Regions from separate parts of the Rattus norvegicus genome. Here region 1 is linked to region 2. A link is a contact called in public Hi-C data. All regions are on one chromosome and are shown on one strand. Each heading gives the region's core, a stretch centred on a gene start, on an enhancer-like site or on the middle of the called end of the contact. The rest is flanking DNA. Distances are from core to core; before and after follow the strand shown.

What was found. A called contact is a pair of places that touch in the nucleus more often than the background predicts.
Region 1: a Hi-C map of the A7r5 cell line shows a contact between it and region 2, with 2.7 times the contacts expected there. The contact joins the enhancer-like site here to the promoter of CB741658 in region 2. A contact is called at or near these places in 6 of 12 Hi-C or Micro-C datasets (the A7r5 cell line, the Rat2 cell line, Schwann cells and 3 more).

Annotation. Positions count from the first base shown.
Region 1 is chr20:3,156,504-3,163,339 of GRCr8, forward strand. It overlaps LOC120098824 (a long non-coding RNA gene), which reads left to right. Exons shown (of 3, transcript XR_010060968.1): 2 at 3,314-3,434. Among named protein-coding and RNA genes, the nearest start is that of C20h6orf15, 19 kb to the right of the region's middle. Within about 2 kb of position 2,643, at least 7 of the 93 cell types and tissues checked have an H3K27ac peak or open chromatin away from gene starts, as enhancers often do. A contact at or near this core is called in the A7r5 cell line, where this site is marked.
Region 2 is chr20:3,122,367-3,128,659 of GRCr8, forward strand. CB741658 (CB741658 gene) reads left to right here and starts at 1,392. Exons shown (of 1, transcript NR_002316.2): 1 at 1,392-4,643.

The DNA of each region.
Region 1 (6,836 bases), core at 1,393-3,892, 35 kb after region 2:
AATCCAGGACCGAGGAGGAGGATGCACTTCCTGCTCTTGCAGAGGATCCGGGTTCCGTTCCACGCACGCACGCACGCACGCACGCACGCACACACGCACACACGGTGGCTCGTAACCTGTAATGTTTTCCTTTTATTTATTTATTTATTTATTTTTTTTGGTTCTTTTTTCCTAGGTAAGCGCTCTACCACTGAGCTAAATCTCCAGCCCCATGTTTTCCTTTTAAAATTAACTAATATTGGGGTTGGGGATTTAGCTCAGTGGTAGAGCGCTTGCCTAGCAAGCGCAAGGGCCTGGGTTCGGTCCCCAGCTCCGAAAAAAAGAAAAAAAAATTAACTAATATTTATACTAATAAAGACACATGGGACGGGAGCTAGCCCACCAAGGTAACCTTAATTATTTACAAAATATCTATTTACAAGCCTGATTCCGCAACTAAACTGCCGGCTCTCTAGACATCTCTTTTTAATTCTACCACACCACACTAATCTATCTTTATTTTGAGCTCTTCCAAACTCGCAAGGGCTCCTTAGCTCTCTTTGCCCGATTCTTGTTCCATCTGTGTCCTGCCAGCTGCTGCTCCGCAAGCCCAGAGAGAAAATCCCCATCTCTTCCCTGAAGCATTTTCCATGAAACTCTTCCAAGCCAAGCGCCAGAGACCCCAAAGAGAGTACCCCCCAAGAGAGCTCTCAAAAGTCCATTGCTATAAAAGAAGTCCCTAGCTCTTCCCGACACCCTTGACAGGCTGGACCAGGTAACCGTCATGGGGTAGTACTCCAAGCCAAGTCAGTAGAGGTTCTCTGTTAGGGTGGGCGAGAATTTTCCCAAGCAATTTGCCTTAAAATAGGCAGGAACTTTCCATTCTTATTTATCAAGCCTTTAGAGGCATACCTCTATCTCTAAACTCTATCTCTTCATATCTTTCTAAGCTTGTATATTTTGCTAACAATTAGGTTTTCTATGAACTATAATCAAATATCCTGCAATGACCATCTGTAACGCCAGTTTCAGAGGATACAGCGCCCTCTTCTGGCTACCATGGGCAATGTGCACACATCTGCATATACATAAAGCTGGCAAAACAGTCATACAAAATAAGTAAAAAAAAACAAGACATACATAAATATAAACATATATTTATATTTACATAAATATATACTAGAGAGCAATGATGTTTGTTTTGTGTGTATTTTATATATGTTATATATAACATATAAATGTATATAATATATGCACAAATACACACACACACACACATATAGTCACTTTGCTGAATAATAGCTCAAAGGGCTTCCTTTTCCTAACTGTAGCTTAGCACCCACTAATATTTTTTTCCCCTCTCGTTGCTTCCCTCCTCCTATCTCGGTTTAAACTTTATGTGGAGGCTGGAAAGAAGGCTCAACACTTGTCGTTCTTGCAAAGGACCCAGATTATGTTCCCAGCAACCAAGTGATGGCTCATAGTCGTCTCTAACTCTAGCCCTGTCTCCCCAGGCACTGGGCACACAGGTGGTACACAGACATACATGTAAGTGAAGAACTCATACGCATAATAAATCTTTTAAAATTAATAAAATCTTTAACTTTGTGTGCACGCAGCGACTATGTGGAATCTAGACTCCCCTGTATAGACTATATTAAATTATTTTTTCCTTACTTATTTTATGTGTGTGAGCGTTTTGCCAACAGTTATGAGCGTATGCATGTGCCAGGAAAAGGGTGTTGGATCCCACGGAATTTGAATTACTAATGGTTGTGAGCCTCCGTGTGGGCACTGGGAATTGAGGCTCAGTCCTCTGCAAGAGCAAGAAGTGTCCTAAACCACTGAGCCATCTCTCCAGCCCCATGGACTGTATTAGAAATCTTGAGAAATTACCAAAAAAAAAAAAAAAAAGTGGACCATTAAAAAGTCCATGGAGCACCCCACTAGGAGGTGCATCTGCACCAAGGAACAGGCAGTTTCCTGTCACCAGGACCTGTTCTTTCCGGTTACCATTAGTATTCATTCACCCCAGGTGTTGAACTGCCTGCTGCTGCTCCCTGTCCCATGAGTGGCAGCACCACAGAGCTGCAAACAATTTAAAGAGCAGCAGGTCCTAGAAGCGTCACGGTTGATGAAAACGGAAGGGAAATGGTTAAGTTGACCTGGATGACATGGTCTGAATATATGCTCAGCACGCAAAAATAAATAATGGAAGGAAACACATCACGACAGTCAAACAACTATGGAAACAGTATCCATGGCAACAGAGGCAGGCCTGCAAACTGTTGGCCTGAAAATCCTAGACAAAGCGTGCTCGTGCGCCACCTAGTGGCAATAACTGGGTAGTGGCCCAGGGATCAGCATCTCTCCTAAGAGTGGATCTATTCTCAAGAACTAACTCAGGGGAAATTGGCTTGCATCGAAGTCCCCAAGCTCCCTATGACACCCCAGCTCCCTTCTCAACCACACAGCGCACGCCCACTCACACCAAGCAATTCCCACCGATTATAAAGACCCCGTTAGCTACATAACACCATTCCTACATGCACCACTAAGGGAAAAAAAATAATCAATTTGGCTGGAACATGACGCTAGTGCTAAGACATATCCACATTTGAAAGACGCTAAATGTGAAAATAATTATGTTTTATAGCCCACAAAATGTGATAAGTGGCTTGGTGAGTCACTTAACCCCGGGCCCCACTTCCTCACGTAAAACAGTTACACCCTTTGGCTGCTTACTCACGCCGCGTTCCTCACGGAGCACTAAATCAGAGACAAGCACTAACTTCAGCCCGGGAGGATGAGGGAGAGCGTTCGGCAAAGAGGCAGAGATTAGGGAGGTTTCCTCTTGGCTGTAGGATTTTTTTTCTTTTTTTTTGGTAACTTTTTTTTCCAAGAAGTTAACATTGTGCGCGCGCGCGCGCGCGCGCGGGTGTGTGTGTGTGTGCGTGTGTGTGTGTGTGTGTGTGTGTGTGTGTGTGTGTGCTTATAGACATATGTATGTCACCGTGGAAACCATAGGGCAATCTATCTGCAGGAGTTGGTTCTCTCCTGCAGAAATGGAGGTCCTGGTGATAGAACTTGGGTCTTCAGGCTTGACAGAAAACACCTTTGCCCACTGAACCACCTCACTGGCATGCTACAGGATTTCTTATTTTCTTTCTCTTTGCACTGTTTTGTTTTCTGTGTGTGTATGTTTTGGGGTTGTTTTTTTTGTTGTTGTTGTTTTGGTTTGTTTTTTGAGATGGGGTGGGATGTACCTTGTGCTGGTCTTGAACTTGCCAAGGATGATTTTGAATTCCTGATCCTCCCTCCTCTGCCTTCCAAGGGTCTAGATCTGAAGCGTGCAGCAGGACGCCTGTTTTAAGTGTAAGGCTTCTGAAGACCTTTACCACAATAACGACCTGAGTCAGTGGTTCTATGACCAGCTGCGGTGAAAACAAATCCAGGTAAGGTCAGAACACCAGGGCTCCCGTCCAGCCTCCTTCACAGCTAGGCTCGCCCAGCTCCAGCTTAATTATCAGTTAATCAATGGATTTGGTCACCTCTTGCCTGCCCTGCCTAGCCTACAGCTTAACAACACAAGGGTATATTTCTCTCCCAGCGAGGCCTTTCAAATAAAACACAGTGGTAGTCAAAAGACTGGAGAGATGGCTCAACAGTTCAGAGCACCGGCTGCTCTTCAAGAGGACCCCAGGTTCAGTTCCCAGAACCCTCCTGTGGCATCTCACAGCCATCTGCGCCTTCAGTTCTAGAGGACCCGACACCTTTTTTCTTCTGGCCTCCGAGTGCACCAGACACGCCCATGGTTCACAAACATACATGAAGGTAAAACATCCACACACTTAAAATAAAAAAACAAATCTTTAAAAATGATAAAGACAGTAAAATAGATTTTACTAAAGTATAGTGGCAAAAAAAAATCCTTTGGAGACAGAGGCAGGAGAATATCTGTGAGTTTGAGGCCAGCATGGTCTATGTAGCAAGTTCCAGGCCAGCCAGGGCTACATAGTGAGACTCTGTCATAAAAGCAAACACACACAGCAAAATACCTGTGGCCATGGTTTCCATGGTAACCGAGGTCTTTTTTTTTTTTTTTGGTCCTCAGACCAAGAGCATTCCAGAATTTTTCTTGATAACTATAGGCATCCAACACTCTTGTCTTCTATATATATAAGAGGTCTTCAAGCTCCTTGGAGGACATCTGTGAGGTGCAGTTTGATGTACACCTACAGACGTGAGCAGAAGCCAGGACGGTTTTCTACCCTGGGGTTGGAGAGTTGGAGAAACTGGGTGGGGATCTCTAGTCCCATATTTTCAAGACAAGAGCAGTGTGTTTCAGGCTAAGCAGAGGTGGGAGGGGAGCGCCCTGCTAGAAAGAAAGCTAATCCTGTTTGACATTCCCCTGTGTGAACAAGCCTAGGCAGAGAAAAGCTGAGCCCTTCATTCCTGGGTCTGTAGGGAAGGGGGGCCTCCTTCAGAGCAGGGATCTGCAGCTGAATCACCATTGATGCCTCAGGGAATAGGGGGCCAGAGGAACTGGTAGAGGGACCCAAGTGAGGGGCCAGATCTGCTGTTTTCTTTTGAGACCATGCCTTTCTATGTAGTTGTGAGGTTTGTATAAGCCTGGACCAGAGAGTGGCACTATTAGAAGGTGTGGCCCTGTTGGAGTAGGTGTGTCACTGTGGGTGTGGGCTTTAAGACCCTCATCATAGCTGCCTGGAAGTCCGTTTTCTGCTAGCAGCCTTCAGATGAAGAACGCTAGCTCCTCTTGCACCATGCCTACCTGGACGATGCCATGCTCCCACCTTGATGACAATGGACTGAGCCTCTGAACATGCAAGCCGGCCATGACTAAATGATGTCCTTATAAGAGTTGTCATGGTCACGGTGTCTGTTCACAGCAGTAAATCCCTGACTAAGACAGTCATCCAGGCTAGGCTCAAAACCTGCAATCCTCCTGCCTCAGCTTTCACATGCTAGGATAACAGGTGTGCCAGGAAGGAGCTTTAAGGGCTGGGGATGTAGCTCAGTTGGTAGAGTGTTTGCCTAGCATTCCCAGAGCCTGGGTTCAATTCCCATGGTGGCACAGGGTTGTAATCCCAGCTCTCGGGAGGAGAAGCAAAAAAAGCAGGTGGTAATGCTAGCCTTGGATGCATAGGACTTCAAGGACAGCCTGGAGTACATGACACCCTGTCTCAAAAAATAAAAAAATAAATATTTAACATAGAGAGGAGACATAACTGAGGAACAAGTCTTATGTTTCTTGAAATTTGTAATGTAAATCCACGCTGATGCCCTCCTAATATGTTTGCTTTGGGTATGGACCTAAAAATTGAGGATCAGGGGGCTGGGGATTTAGCTCAGTGGTAGAGCGCTTACCTAGGAAGCGCAAGGCCCTGGGTTCGGTCCCCAGCTCCGAAAAAAAGAACCAAAAAAAAAAAAATTGAGGATCAGGACCAAAGAGAAAGCTCAGCAGTTAAGAATCATATGGCGGGGCTGGAGAGATGGCTCAGTGGTTAAGAGCAGGCACTGCTCTTCCAGAGGTCCTGAGTTCAATTCCCAGTAACCACATGGTGGCTCGCAGCCATTTGTAATGGGATCTGATGTATCTGAGGACAGTAACAGTATACTCATATACACCAAACAAATAAAATTATCTTTTTTTTTCCTTTTCTTTTTTTCGGAGCTGGGGACCGAACCCAGGACCTTGCGCTTGCTAGGCAAGCGCTCTACCACTGAGCTAAATCCCCAACCCCTAAAATTATCTTTAAAAATAAAAAAAGATACATTTCGGAAAAAACAAAAAGCAAAAAAAAGGAATGCATACTGCTCTTGCAGAGGATCTGAGTTCAGCTCCTAGCACCCATATTGGGTGGCTCCCCAACCATCTGTAAGTCCAGCTCCAGGGAATCTGCTGCCCTCTTCTGGCCTACACGGGCACTGCACTCTCATGCACATACCCATATGCAGACACACATATATAATTTTAAAAAAAAAATTCCTACAACCTGTCCTTGGACATGTGGCAAAATCCTAAATCTGGGGCTAGTGAGATGTCCCAGCTGGTAAAGTTGCTTGCTCCCTCCCTGCCAAGCCTGGTGACTGGGTTTCATCTCTGGGACCCATGTGGTGGTAAGAGAGAACTGATTCCTACAAGTTGTCCTTGGGCTTGCCCGTAGGAGCCCGCGGGCGCGTGCGCGCGCGCACACACACACACACACACACACACACACACACACACACACTGATTTATTTTTTTAATCTGAGACTTGAGAGATGGCTCAGATGGTAAGAACACTTGCTACCCTTCCAGAGGAGAGGACCAGCACCCACATGGTGGCTCATAACTGTTAATAACTCCAGTTCCAGGAGATCTGAGACCCTCTTCGTCCCTCCCAGGATACCAGGCACCTAAATGACCCACATCCACTTATGCGGACAAAGTTTTCATACATACATAAGATTAAAAAAAATCACTATTTAAAAACAAACCCAAAAATCAATCAAACAAAAAGATGTGTTCACTAAGGATTCAAGGTATAGTCAGAAAACAGGTCAACCTTTGAGGGAAACATTTGACCCAGATTGTTGCTTAGTAAGCAATGGGGAAGAAACTGCAGCCATGTAAGGTAAAACCAGAAGCGCACAAAACATGTAGAAGGTGATGCCACTCACTACTGCACCAGATTGCATGAGCGAACGGGCAGGCGGGCGGGCGAGCGGTCATGAGCCCCTGGTAAGCAGATGATATCACTTTTATCCTGGGACCACAGTGAGGGGCAGGGGTGACGAGGTAAGAAGGGGAGAAGGAAAGCAGGATACCACTTAATGCCTGCAATGCTATAGGT
Region 2 (6,293 bases), core at 142-2,641:
CCCACAGTTCAGAGTCAAGAGGCCTAGGAGGCCTTTGAGAGGGGTCAATGCTTTCCTTATGGTCAGGACTTTCTTGGTCTGGAGAGAACAGGGAGAGAACAGAGGACCTAGTGTATTCCCAAAAACCCTTTCTTCATATCTCACCGTGCGATCCATTCCATTCACATGTGCTCCTGCCATGACATCACCCACCATGACATCGTCCATCATGACATCATCCATCATGTTCCAACGAACAGTCTTCACCAGAGCCGAGTATTGGGGACTGCCTGATCTTGTTTTTTTTTTTTGTTTTTGTTTTTTTTGTTTTTTTGGTTTTTTTTGTTTTTTTCCGGAGCTGGGGACCGAACCCAGGGCCTTGTGCTTGCTAGGCAAGTGCTCTACCACTGAGCTAAATCCCCAACCCCTGATCTTGTATTTTGAGCCTCCTAAAAATGAGCTAAATCAACCTCTTTTTTTTTTAAAGTCTCCAGCTTCAGGCTTTGCCCAGATTAACAGTAATTGTCAACTGAGCACAGCCTAGCATTATCTGAGAGAAGTCTGGATGGAGGAATATACCTGGAGAATATTGACCTATAGGCATGTCTGTAGGAGGCCATCTTGAATATTGATACAGAAGTGTCTGGCCCACTGTGGGCAGTGCTATCCCGAGGTAGGTGGTCTTTCTCTTTATAAGAAAGCAAGCTGAGCATGAGCTGCCAAGGGAGCCAGAGAGTGAGAGAGCCAGAGAGTGAGAGGAAAAAAACCCAGCCATTCTCCATGGAGTTTCTGCCTCAAGCTCCTTGTATCTCTTCTCTGATTTCCCTCAACGGTGGGCTGTGACCTGGAAGTGTAAGCCAAATAAATAAATCTTTCCCTCCCTCGGTTGCTTTTGGTCAGACTGTTTTGTCACAGAGATCAAACTAAGACGAGTCCTTTGTGATAACAACAGAAAAATGAACAGAGAGTGTGAAGATGGTTCCACTGACCCTGGGTCTCTCTCTTCCTCGGTTGATTCAGTGGTGACGTAGGGTCCTGCCCTTCAGCTGAGATCTTTGGGGCTTCTCCCCTGCTCACGTCAAACCGCAGAATTTCTTGACCAGGAAACAAATGAGCTAGAACAGGTTTCTGACCCCATCCCTGCCTCAGGGGCGGGTCCCTTCCCTCTGACAATCTTGATCTTTCCCTTTTCTCTTCCTGTTTCAACCCGGCACAGTGTGATCGTGCCACTCTTTGTCTTAGTGCCATCCCCCTTGACCCCTAGGCCATTGCCTTCCCAGGCCTGTCAGTACGGTTTCCTTACATACCCACACCTGGCAGTCTGTCAAGATAAGTGCCCGGCCTCTCCTTGGCCCACAGGAACCTATAAAGGTCTCAGCCACACTTTGGTGATGAGAACAAAGGTGACAGCCCATTGCGGAGGACACTTGACATCTCAGGGCCTCGGGCCACCTCCTTCCTAGGCACAAAGCCCTTAGAAGAACTGAGCTCTTGGGAGCTCATCTTCACCTCCTCTTTCTCAAGAACTCAGCCACATTTTGGGACCCAGGTGTCTCTGCCTGCCAGCCACAAGGAGGCAGAGGAAGATGCACAGGGAAAACCATCTCTGGTGCTGGCTGCTTCTGCAGCTCCTGCTTCTAGAAAGTGAGTGATTTTTATCTAAATGTGGATGGTCTGGCTGCTTTTGAGGAGGTGGGAGGCGTCGGGGGAATGGTGTATCATCGCCCAGGAACCAGCAACGGACACCGTGGGCTCTGGTCTCACATTGCTTACGACCTAAGTCACGGCTCCACTTGTTAAGCACGCCGTGTGGGACTGGCTTTCAAGGCCCCAGTGTATGCATCTGTGATGGGGGGGATAACCTGTGTGGTGTGGGCTGGGTGTTTAAATAGTGAGACTACTTGACTGTTTTTAAAGTGTCCTTTCTCTTCTGTCTGTAACCCCGATTCCAAATCACCCTAAATCAATCTTAGACCTAGAAGAATAGAGTCTAAAACTCTAACTGGGCTGGCCCAGGCCTGTAATTCCAGGTACCAGGGAGCCTGAGGTGGGAAGGTGGCAAGGCTTATCTGGGTTACGGAGCAAGTTCAACAGTAGCCTTGTCGATGGGGTGAGACTCTGTCTTGAAATAACATAGCATAGGATAAAATAAGAGGCTAGAAGTAGCTTGTGGGCAGAATGCTTGCCCGGTATATGGGAAGCCCTGGGTTTGGAATTCAGCAAAAGATTAAAAAAAAAAAAAAAAGTCAAGTCGAATCAAACCAATAGAGCTGGGCGTGGTCCCTCATGCCCGAGGTCTCAGCAGCCAGCCAGAGCTACCTAGCAGGACTCTGAAAATTTAAAAATGGGCAGAGGATAATAAGTGGTGTATTGGCAAGTTGATTTTAAAGACAACCGTGATCATAAAGTTAAAGGAAGGCTGCCTGAGTGAGGTGGTTGTAAAGCAAGTACCATCTCAGGTAGACGGGAAGAACCTTCTGGATTCTACAAAAGAGCAGAAGGGTGAAAAGTCCTCGGTGGGTTTAGTTCTCACCGGGTTTCTTCCAGGAGGCTTCCGATATGTTATAATAAAGGCTGGGCTACTGACCTGTGTAAGAAACGCCCCCCTCCGTGCCTCTCAGCACAGGGACCTGTTCATCTCAACACGCAGGAAGCAGAGGCAGGAGGATGAGTAATTTCAAAAGACAACCTGGTACAGAGTGAGCCCTCTCAAAAAAAAAAAAAAAAAAACCTAAAAGCCTTGACTGTTTTTTCTCTTCGGTTCTGACATCAGTGAAAACTCCATGTTCTGCCTGCACAGAATCGGGAAGAGGGAATCCTGGGGGAATTCATCATTTTAAACCAAAAAAAAAAAAAAAAAAAATCAAGCCAACTACAATTTACTTATTTGGTCTGCTTGCATATCTGTGCACCCCATGTACACAGAGCTGAGGAGAGCAGAACGGGGTGTTGGACTCCCTGGAGCTGGAGTTTAGGATATGAATGTTGGGAACCAAACTCGGTTCTCCCGAAAGCAGCAAGCATTCTTACCCACTAAGCTACCTCTCCAGCCCGTCCTCCAAACTATATTTTAATTCGTTAATTTTATCCTTTAAGACGTTCCTAGTCAAATCCACTCCCTTTCACTTGCCTGGTCTACTTTGGGTCACCCTTGGCTGCCCTGCAAGAAGGAACCATGACCAGGGACTGTGAGACGAATAAATCCTTCCTCCTTTAGGGTTGCTTTTGTTGGAGATTTGATAACAGCAACAGAATACATTAAATATTTATACACATGCACACCACACACACACAGATATAAAACCTTTATCCAGCTACCTGGTAATTCTCGACCCTCCCCGCTCCTGTCTGCCTGTTTCTCTCTCTCTGTCTCTTTCTGCCTCTGTGTCTCTGTCTCTCTCTGTCTCTGTGCCTGTGTCCTTGTGTCTGTGTGTCTCTGTCTCTGTCTCGTGCCTGTGTCCTTGTGTCTGTGTGTCTCTGTCTCTCTCTGTCTCTGTGCCTGTGTCCTTGTGTCTGTGTGTCTCTGTCTCTCTCTGTCTCTGTGCCTGTGTCCTTGTGTCTGTGTGTCTCTCTGTGTCTCTCTGTCTCTGTGTCTGTGTCCTTGTGTCACTGTGTCTCTCTGTCTCTGTCTCTGTCTCTGTCTTTCTCTGTGTCTCTATGTCTCTGTTTCTGTGTGTGTGTGCACACACATCTGCACATTCATGCTGTGTTTGGCAAATGCTTACTACTAAGGTGGGTGCTCCTAGCCATCCAATTCCTTCATGGTATATTTTTAAAACTTAGGGTTTTATTTTTAAACGTGAGAATATGGAATATTTACCATCAGATAAACTCAGACTTGCTTTTTTGATGTTATCGTGGCTCTTATTTTGTTCAGCTACTTGTAGGATTTTCTGTTGTTTGTTTAGGCAGGGTCTGCTGTAGTCTAGGCTACATTCACTGTGGGGCTGGAGCGATGGCTCAGTAGTTTGGAGCATGGGCTGCTCTTCAAGGACAAAGTTCCATTCCCAGAACCCACATGGTGGCCAACAACCATTTCGAATTCCAGTTCCAGGGAGTCCAACACATTCTTCTGACCTCCAAGGGGACAAAGAAAATATCAGTGTTTATAATTATTGATTGCATAATCGATGATAAAGGTGTCTACAGGGCACTGAGGAGCACTGGATAAAATCACCCATGTGATGAATTTGACAAAGGAGGAAGCAGAAAGCAAATATGTCAGTCTGCACTACTTGTCTTTTTTTTTTTTTTCCTTTTTTTTCGGAGCTGGGGACAGAACCCAGGGCCTCGCGCTTGCTAGGCAAGCACTCTACCACTGAGCTAAATCCCCAACCCACTACTTGTCTTTAATGGTCTTTCCTATTCAGAAAAGAACTTCTAATATACCACAGGATATGCCTTAACTAACTCCAACATACGCTCCAATCTTGCACCAACAGTGACCAGCACAGTCTCTGCCTCTTCATCCATCCCGACCACCACTGGGTCCATCACAGCCTCAAACTCTTCATCCATCCCGACCACCACTGGGTCCAGCACAGCTCTGACTCTTCATCACCCCTGTCTACCACTCTGACCAGCCTAGCTTCTTCCTCTCCATCTATACCAACCAACACTGTGACCAGCATAGCTTCTTCCTCTATATCTATGCTGACCACCCCTGGGTCCAGCACAGCCTCTGTGTCTATATCCACCCCAACTACCACTGGGTCCAGCACAGCCTCAAACTCTTCATCCATCCCGACCACCATTGGGACCAGCATAGCCTCTGTCTCTTCGTCTCCCCCGACCACCAGTAGAACCAGCACAGCCTCTGTGTCTATATCCATCCTGACCACCACTGGGTCCAGCACCAGCATAACTTCCTCCTCTACACCCACCCCGACGACCACGGGGTCCAACACAGACTCAAACTCTTCATCGCTCCTGTCTTCCACTCTGACCAGCCTAGCTTCTTCCTCTCCATCTACACCAACCAACACTGTGACCAGCATAGCTTCTTCCTCTCCATCTACACCAACCAACGCTGGGACCAGCATAGCTTCTTCCTCTCCATCTACACCAACCAACGCTGGGACCAGCATAGCTTCTTCCTCTCCATCTACACCAACCAACACTGTGACCAGCATAGCTTCTTCCTCTCCATCTACACCAACCAACACTGGGACCAGCATAGCTTCTTCCTCTACATCTATGTCCACCACCACTGGGTCCAGCACAGCCTCAAACTCTTCATCCATCCCGACCACCACTGGGTCCATCACAGCCTCTGACTCTTCATCACCCCTGTCTACCACTCTGACCAGCCTAGCTTCTTCCTCTCCATCTACACCAACCAACGCTGGGACCAGCATAGCTTCTTCCTCTCCATCTACACCAACCAACGCTGGGACCAGCATAGCTTCTTCCTCTACATCTATGCTGACCACCCCTGGGTCCAGCACAGCCTCTGTGTCTACATCCACCCCAACCACCACTGGGTCCATCACAGCCTCAAACTCTTCATCCACCCCAACCACCTCTGGGTCCAGCACAGCCTCTGACTCTTCATTGCCCCTGTCTACCGCTGTGACCAGCATAGCTTCTTCCTCTCCATCTACACCAACCAACACTGGGACCAGCATAGCTTCTTCCTCTACATCTATGTCCACCACCACTGGGTCCAGCACAGCCTCAAACTCTTCATCCATCCCGACCACCACTGGGTCCAGCACAGCCTCTGACTCTTCATCACCCCTGTCTACCACTCTGACCAGCCTAGCTTCTTCCTCTCCATCTACACCAACCAACACTGTGACCAGCATAGCTTCTTCCTCTCCATCTACACCAGCCAACACTGTGACCAGCATAGCTTCTTCCTCTCCATCTACACCAACCAACACTGGGACCAGCATAGCTTCTTCCTCTACATCCTCCCCGATAACCACTGTGTCCAGCACAGCCTCAAACTCTTCATCTTCCCCGACCACCAATAGGGCCAGCACAGCCTCTGTGTCTACATCCACCCCGATAACCACTGTGTCCAGCACAGCCTCAGACTCTTCATCCACCTCAACCCCCACTAGAACCAGCATAGCTTCCAGCTCTGGCTTGAGCACGGCCCACAGTAACCCTATACTGACAGTTTCAACTGGAACACATATCACCTCCAGTCACACTGGGACTCCGGGGATGGAGGTGAAGCCCAGTGGGTCTCTGAAGCCCTGGGAAATCTTTCTCATCACCCTGGCTTCTGTGGTCATGGTCACAGGACTCTGTGCTGGGCTCTTCATTTATGTGGTAAGTATCTGAAATGTAACAAGCTGCTTAGG